2 separate regions of the Mus musculus genome follow, and region 1 is linked to region 2. A link is a contact called in public promoter capture Hi-C data. All regions are on one chromosome and are shown on one strand. The core of a region is the stretch at or near the end of the contact, and the rest is flanking DNA. Distances in the headings are between cores, read along the strand shown.

The links. Promoter capture Hi-C pulls out the DNA fragments that hold promoters and counts their contacts.
Region 1: a contact with region 2 is called in a promoter capture Hi-C map of the 3T3-L1 cell line, with 5 times the contacts expected there. The contact joins the promoter of Gpn1 here to the enhancer-like site in region 2. A contact is called at or near these places in 12 of 39 promoter capture datasets (the 3T3-L1 cell line, the C10 cell line, cranial neural crest and 7 more), 3 of 115 datasets of contacts at active chromatin or transcription factors (embryonic stem cells and thymic regulatory T cells) and 1 of 9 other capture datasets (adipose tissue).

The regions. Positions count from the first base shown.
Region 1 is chr5:31,492,770-31,496,304 of GRCm38.p6, forward strand. It overlaps Gpn1 (GPN-loop GTPase 1), which reads left to right and starts at 1,972. Exons shown (of 14, transcript NM_133756.5): 1 at 1,972-2,114; 2 at 2,749-2,842. The coding sequence starts at 2,004.
Region 2 is chr5:32,758,505-32,762,489 of GRCm38.p6, forward strand. All of the region lies in intron 3 of Pisd (phosphatidylserine decarboxylase), which reads right to left. Among named protein-coding and RNA genes, the nearest start is that of Pisd, 25 kb to the right of the region's middle. Within about 2 kb of position 2,492, at least 35 of the 459 cell types and tissues checked have an H3K27ac peak or open chromatin away from gene starts, as enhancers often do. A contact at or near this core is called in adipose tissue and embryonic stem cells, where this site is marked.

The DNA of each region.
Region 1 (3,535 bases), core at 722-3,221, 1.3 Mb before region 2:
GCAGGTCTCTGGAGCAAATCTGCTGTGGACAGAACTGCCTTGGGACTTAGTTCAATCTCTCATCACCTTTTGTTTTTCAGACTGACCTTGATTTGGCTATCTTACTGCTTTAGCTTTCTGAGTGCTGAGATTACAGGTGTTATATAAAACAAATTAGCCACAGGTTTGAGCTTCTCCTGCTACTCCAATCCATTAAAAACAACAACAACAAACAGCAATGGGCCTGCTTTTATTTCCAACATAATGGGTGGAATTTCTCTTGTACTTGGAAAATGATTGATAGTCATTTATACAGTAGCAATTTCAAAGCTTGCTTTTCTTTTTCTCCTCCTCCTCCTCTTCCTCCTCTTCTGCTTTTGTAGAAAAGTAGGGAGGAGATCCAAGGTCATCGGAGAATCTCCCCATACAAAGCTTCAACTTGCCAAATTGCTGATGCCACAGCCAGGAGTTGGGTCAGTAATTACAGGTGTTTACAGCCAATCTTTCCAACCTGAATTCCATCTCTGAGACTCACATGGTGGGGAGTGAACTAACTGAACTGTATGGGTACTGCCAGAAAAATAATGTTACCTGAATCCCTGCCAGAAAGTAACACAAGCCAGACAGTGGTGCCCAGAGAGGGCCTGAGTCAGGAAAGGAGAATCACTATCCATTTGGTATGGTACGTTGCTCACTGATCCTGGAGCTCATTAATTTGGCTAAGCTAGCTGGCCACTGAGCTCCAGGGATTCTCCCATCTCTAGCTCCCTAGCACTGGGATTATAGGCACAATCCACAATGCCTGGGCTTTTATGTGAGGGCAGGGGTCTGAATTCTGGCCCTTAAGTTTGTGCAGCAAGCACCTTACTAACTGAGCCCTCTCCACAGCCTGCACATGTCATAATAAAATGAGATATCTATGTATAGATATATACAAACTTTTTGTTCTTTAAGAGTTTTATCCACGGGGGCTGGTGAGATGGCTCAGCGGGTAAAAGCACCCGACTACTCTTCCGAAAGTCCGGAGTTCAAATCCCAGCAACCACATGGTGGCTCACAACCACCCATAATGAGATCTGACTCCCTCTTCTGGAGTGTCGGAAGACAGCTACAGTGTACTTACATATAATAAATAAATAAATCTTAAAAAAAAAAAAAAGAGTTTTATCCACTTTCCAAGAATGTCAACAAAACCCAGGGCCACCCTTGACTCCTAGCCCTTTACCTCACTCTTAAAGGGGACTTTTTAGGAGTTTTCTGGTTCCCTTGAGCCTTTGGTTCACCATCTTTTCTTCTTCCCTTGGACAAATAGCCATACAGATGAGCAAATAAGACATTGGTCACAGTCTCTGTCATACAGGGCTTTCCCTCATGAGGTTCGTCTCCCTTCCTCTACCCATATCTTCCGGTATTAATTATTCAGCCACACTTCAGCCACAAACGCTGTAAGGTTCTTTAGTCCCCTTTGCATTAGGCAATGATTGCCAGAAAATGTATCTTCCTCTGTTAAAGTACAGTATTCATGCTATCTTTCAAGTGTTACGCTAATTTTTACCTAATATTTTCTAGAACATAATGACGTTTAATTTTTTTCTTCTTCTTCTTAGACAATAAAATAAAAGGTAGAGCAACACCTTTGTTATAGGATCCTGACAGATCCTGGCTTGGGAATCCCACCTCATTACTCCCTTGGGGACACGAGCTTAACCCTTTCCGGGTCCTATCTCACTCCTGTCAACCCTTCCTGGTTCCCTACACTACCCCTCACTTGTGCAAAGCCACTATAGCATCAAAGTGACCCCTGCAAGTCAGATGCCAAAAGCCGGTCAGGCACCCACTGCAGTAGGTTCGAGCGGTTTGGATAGTCTGGCCAATCGCAACCCTAAACTCAGAGAGGCCGGATCGTTCGACCAATCGTAGCCCTGTACGCAAGAGGACGGATTTTCCTACCAATCGCAGCCCGGAATTCAGAGAGCCCGCAGGCCGCCGGGCGATCCCTGAGTGGTGGGCGTGGCTGAGGAAAGATGGCGGCGCCCGTGGCTCCATCCGAACCCCAGGCTTCCCGGGCTCCTCAGCCCCCCGTGTGTCTGTTGGTGTTGGGAATGGCGGGATCCGGGAAAACTACCTTTGTACAGGTGACGTGCACCGTGCAGAAGCGGTAGTGGCGCCTCAGGCCCGGGAAGAAGGGAGGAAGTTGTCTGGGGAATCTGCGGGTCCGGGCGCGTGGTTTTCTCGAGCTGTCCTCTGACTCCTTTCCTTCCCGAAGCCTCGAACCCTAGCCTGGGTCACTTGAGGCCGGCTCCTGGGCAACCTTAATGCACACTTGGTACAGCTGAACTTGTCTTGCTGCGAATTGGCAGCTTTCCGAAGGCCCGGGCCTAAAGAGTAGGGGAGTGTAACGTCTACTACTCTGGTTTGCGTGAAGAGTTGTGAAAGAATCACTTCGTTCGACCTACCACGTTCTAAGCTCTGAGAGTACAGCGGCAATGAGATCGACAGGGTTCTTGCTTTCACGGAGTGAGTGTTTTAGTGGAGGAGACAGAGGAAGAAAACCCTTGGAGGGGCAGAGTTAGCGAAGCCGTGACGGAGAATAGGGAGACAGGTACTGGAACTAGATGGCTTTTTAAACTCTTCAGTGTTGAACACGCTGAGGGAAGAAGGAGATTGTTACAGATTTTATAAGCATGGTCAGTAAAGGGATGGGAATTCTCGGGGCCCGTTCCTATCCTTTGGTCATCACCCTCCAACCCTGGCTCCTTGTTTTTGCAGAGGCTCACAGGACACCTGCACAACAAAGGCTGTCCACCGTATGTAATCAACCTGGACCCAGCTGTGCATGAAGTCCCCTTTCCCGCCAATATTGGTGAGTGCCTGCCTGCCTGCTTGCTTGATTTCCTTTTCTTGTCTTTTCTTTCTAAGCTAGCTAACTATGTACTTTTCTTTTCTGTGGATTTGCCTGAGTTCCGGAACAGGCTTCTTGCTTATGCAGATTTATCCCTCTTATGCACTATCCCCGCTCACCTCTCTCTCATGCCCTCGGTGTGTGAAACCGTTGAATTGGTTTGAGAATGAGACATGACATTAGGTCGGGCTGTCACCTGACACGTGAATCCTTTGGTTTCTTTTGTCAGAGTTTATAAGATTTGCTGTAATTCACTTTATAGGCAGGTTCCTTCCATTTCCAAAGTTGTGTGTGTGGGGTGTGTGTGTAAGAATATGCACTGTTCTGAGGAGAGCTTTCTGATTGAGACTATCAAAAAGATTTAAGTATTGGTGTGATCCAAGGGAGCCTGAGGCAGAATATTTAGAGTTCAGAGTCAGTCCGACTTGCATAGCCAGACCTCGTTTGGAAAAGAAAAGGTGGGCGTGGGGGTAGATTTGTTATCAAAGTGTCTGTGATCCACTAACAGGGCTCTTGGATGTCCAGGCTTCCTGACTCCTAGGCCTTAACTGTCAGGGCTAGGGTATGAAGCTTTCTTACCCCAAATACACAAATTGGGTAGGGAATCTTGTTTTGAGAATCATAGGTTAGGTCAGGCGGTGATGGCTCACGCCT
Region 2 (3,985 bases), core at 1,242-3,741:
AACAATATAGCCATGGCTAGCCTGGAGTTCCCAGTGTAGACCAGTACTCTCTGAGAGCTTCCTACCTCAGCTTCCCTAGTGATGCGACTAAGGGTGCATGTCACCATGCCCCAATATAACTCTCTAACACATAATACTACATGGTTCCATTTCTATGAAACTGTAAAACAGTAGCTCTAGTGCATGCAGTGATTGTCTGGAAGTGTGGAGGACACTGACTGCAGGGACACAGATGTGCCTGTGACAGTGGTTACATGGGAATATACATTCATCAAGACCATGGAGCTGTATGCTTCAAAAACTGTATTTGACTGCCAATTAACACCATGGTATAATCCTAGAACTCAGGCAAAGGCAGGAAGGTTGCCAGTTTTGAGGCCATACTGAGCAATATAGTGAGATCCTGTCTCAAAAGTAAGTAAGTAAATAAATAAATAAATAAATAAACCCTTAGTAAGATTTTGTGTTTCCTTTTTAATCAATTAATTTTTACATCTGTATAAAATTCAAGTTGCTCTTAGGACTGAGAATATAGCTCAGTTGGTAGAGTGTTTGTCTGGCATGTATGTAGTAGTCCTGAGTTTAAGCCCCAGTACTGTATAAACCAAGCATGGTGCTGCACTCCTGTAATCCCAGCACTTGGAGGGTAGAGTCAGGAGGATCAGGAGTTCAAAGCCAGACTCAGCTAAACAGCAAGTTCAAAACCAGTCTGGGTTACAAGAAACAATCTCCTCCTCTTCCTCCTCCTCCTCCTCCTCCTCCTCTTCCTCCTCTTCTCCCTCCTCCTCTTCCTCTTCTTCCTTCTTTTCTTCTTTATTTAAACAAGAATAATTTCTCTCAAAAATTTCATGTACAAGAATAAATGGTGTGACATCTTTAATACACCTTTCTCTCTACATCAACATGAAACTAACAGCTCATCTCCGCCTGCCACATCTCTGAGATATACTTCTGACTAGAAATAAGCTTTACACCACTCCCGTCCAAACAAAAACTAAAATTAGTACCAAGGAAATGAGAGGAAAGAGAAAAGCACAAAGCAAGTCAGATGGTAAGCCTTTCTCATGGCTAGATAGCCTAAGGAATGTTAAACAAGAGTCTTTTCTATCAAATACTGTAAAACCTGAGCTTAGGACAAAGAATTAAAATTACTTTATCGCCCCACTTGTAGGAGAGTTTTATGCAAATGTCTAAATCCTCCTCCATCTAGTAAATTGTTGTTTACTTAAAGGCCCACTGCTCTATTCTAGCAACGTAATAGCCTGGGCAGTGGACCTTTCTCCTTCACTTCCTGAGCCAATTCTTTTTAGACTAGCCAACTGAATAAGATAGTGAGGGTGGACTCCAGTCAGTGGGGAAAAAGACAGTCACCACCTGAGTCAGATAAAAACCCAATGCACTTCCTGTCTCTGTGTGTCTACTCTTTGTCAAAAATAAAGTTTGAGTGAATAAATAAATTAGTGATGAAAAAAAAAAAAAAGACTAAAGTTTGAGCCAGGCATAGTTGGCCTCTGCATGGGCTCCTACCTCCAGGCTCCTACCCTATTTGAGTTCTTGCTTTTTGTTTGAACAGAGATGGGGAAGTATAAGTAAAATAAAGCTTTTCCTCCTCAATTTGCTTTTGGTTAAGTTGTTTCATCACAACAACAGAAATCCTAAAATAGAACTGAGTACAGTTTGTGGGATGTGAGGAGCGGGTGTGGCAGCAGTCCCAAGATGGCGCCCGGGACTGCAGCTAAGTCTTATGACTTGCACCTGACTTCCTCAAACACCTGAAAATAAGCCAAGACCATTGTGAGAACTGCACAGGTGCACCATGATGCTGGCGGTGTAAACAAGTCCATATTTGGTGGAGACATGCCCCTGCCGCCCTGATTGGCTGAAGCTGCGTGCCTGGTGAGGTGGCGTGGCCTGCCGTGAGTGGATGGGGGCTGAGAGTATATAAGAGTGAGAAGCCCGAGTGGTTTCCGGTGTGCCCGAGCGGGTGCCAGCAGACTGACCAATCCCAGGGGGCCACGGAGCCTTCTCCTGTGCCGGGGTGTATATAAGCAGACCTCCCTGGATGCCCGGGGTCCCCGTAGCAGCATCGAGGCATTCCTGCAATAAAGGCTGTTGAGAAGAATCCGACCGTGTTGTGTCTTCCCTGCCACAGGGAAGGTGGGCGCGACATTGGGATACTAATGTGGCAATCCTGACCATGTGTTTTGGGGAGGACTGTTGGAGGGAAGCCGTAACTCTGGGTTAGAAAAGCCACTGAATGTTCAAATCTTAGCAAGCTGTTGTGAGAACTTGGACCATTAGAATGCTGAGAGCTATGCACAAATTTTAGTGTGAGGGATAAGGAAACTCATTTTGTACCTGCTATCTACTTTAGTACCTTTGGCCTCTGACCTAAAGTCCTGAAAAGCCCTTACCTCCTCTCAGAACTGTGTAGCTACTGTGAAGTGATTGATCACGTGTTCTGGCTTCTGTAGACTGACTTATCACTGTGAGCACGGGGAATGAGGCAGATCCTCACAGAGCTGTAAATTCTGCAGCAGTGAAGTAATTGTGGTGTTAGCCTTAAAAAGCCTTCCCTCCACTTGCTTCTGTGCAGCATCTCTGACTTGGCTTTAGAGACTGCGGTCCTGCTAACAGTTATTTGGCTAGTTATAATCTACATTGAGTCAGTAGTCTTTCCCCAGTGGCCTCAAACTCCATAACACTAGAATGAAGCAAAGGCTCTCTCAAGACCATTTAATATTTTGATTTAAGATTCTGTGGTTCTGCCAGGCAGTGGTGGTGCACGCCTTTAATCCCAGCACTTGGGAGGCAGAGGCAGGCGGATTTCTGAGTCCGAGGCCAGCCTAGTTTACAGAGTGAGTTCTAGGACAGCCAGAGCTAGACAGAGAAACCCTGTCTCAAAAAAAAAAAAAAAGATTCTGTGGTTCTGGTCAGCTGGTCCTGACTTATCTTCTGTAACAGAAGAGTCCAGATCACTGTAATCTTCAAATGCCAGTCTATGGGAGCCATGCCTTTCAAACCACCACATTCCATTCCTTGGCCCCCATAGGCTTTCAGCCATAACATAAGGCAAAATACATTTAGTCCAACTTCCAAAGTCCCCAAAGTCTTACCACAATCTCAACAATGTTTGAAAGTCCAAAGTCTTGACTGAGATTCATGTAATCTCTTAACTGTAACCCCCTATAAAATAAAAGCAGATCTATCCTTCCAACGTATCATGTGCATAAGGAAGGGAGCGTGGTGAGGAAATACTGGACCAAAGCAAGAGAGAAAATCAGCTGGGCCAACTCCAAACTCTGCATCTCCATGTATGATATCAAAGCGCTCTTCAGATCTCCACTCCTTTCAGCTTTAATTGCAACAGACTTCTTCCTCTTGGGCTGATTAACTTCCTGTTTGGAGCTTTCTTTGGCAGATCTCCCACAGCTCTGGCATCTCTTGAACCTCTTGGGGTTTTCAAGGCAATCCAAGCTTCACCTTCACAGTTTCACACAATGGCCTCTCTGGGCCTCCATGCAGGGACACCCTTGCCACATTTGGCCACTTTCCTTAGTCAGGGCGGGAGATTCCATAACCCCTTTCTTCTATCTTGACTCTAAAGCCTGAACCACGTGGCTAAAGTTACCAAGTCCCATTGCTTGCTGTGGCTGGAATATGTCCCTCATGTTCAACTGTATCTTCACCAGCTTGTTTTCGGTGATTTATTCACTCTAAGGTTGGCTGTTCTAGAACTTGCTCTGTAGGCTCACCTGGAACTCAGAGACCTGCATGCCTCTGTCTCCTGAGTGCTGGGATGAAAGGCAGGAACCATCACTCCTAGACTTTTCTTTAATTTCTTTTCTCTAGATGGAAGCTTAGCTTGGTAGAATCTCACCCCAGGTCATCACTCTGTTAATCCCATTTAATATCCTTGAACACAGGATTTAGCTCCATTCCATTTCCTGGTTCACCTAATTTAATACTTGAACAATACCTTCTG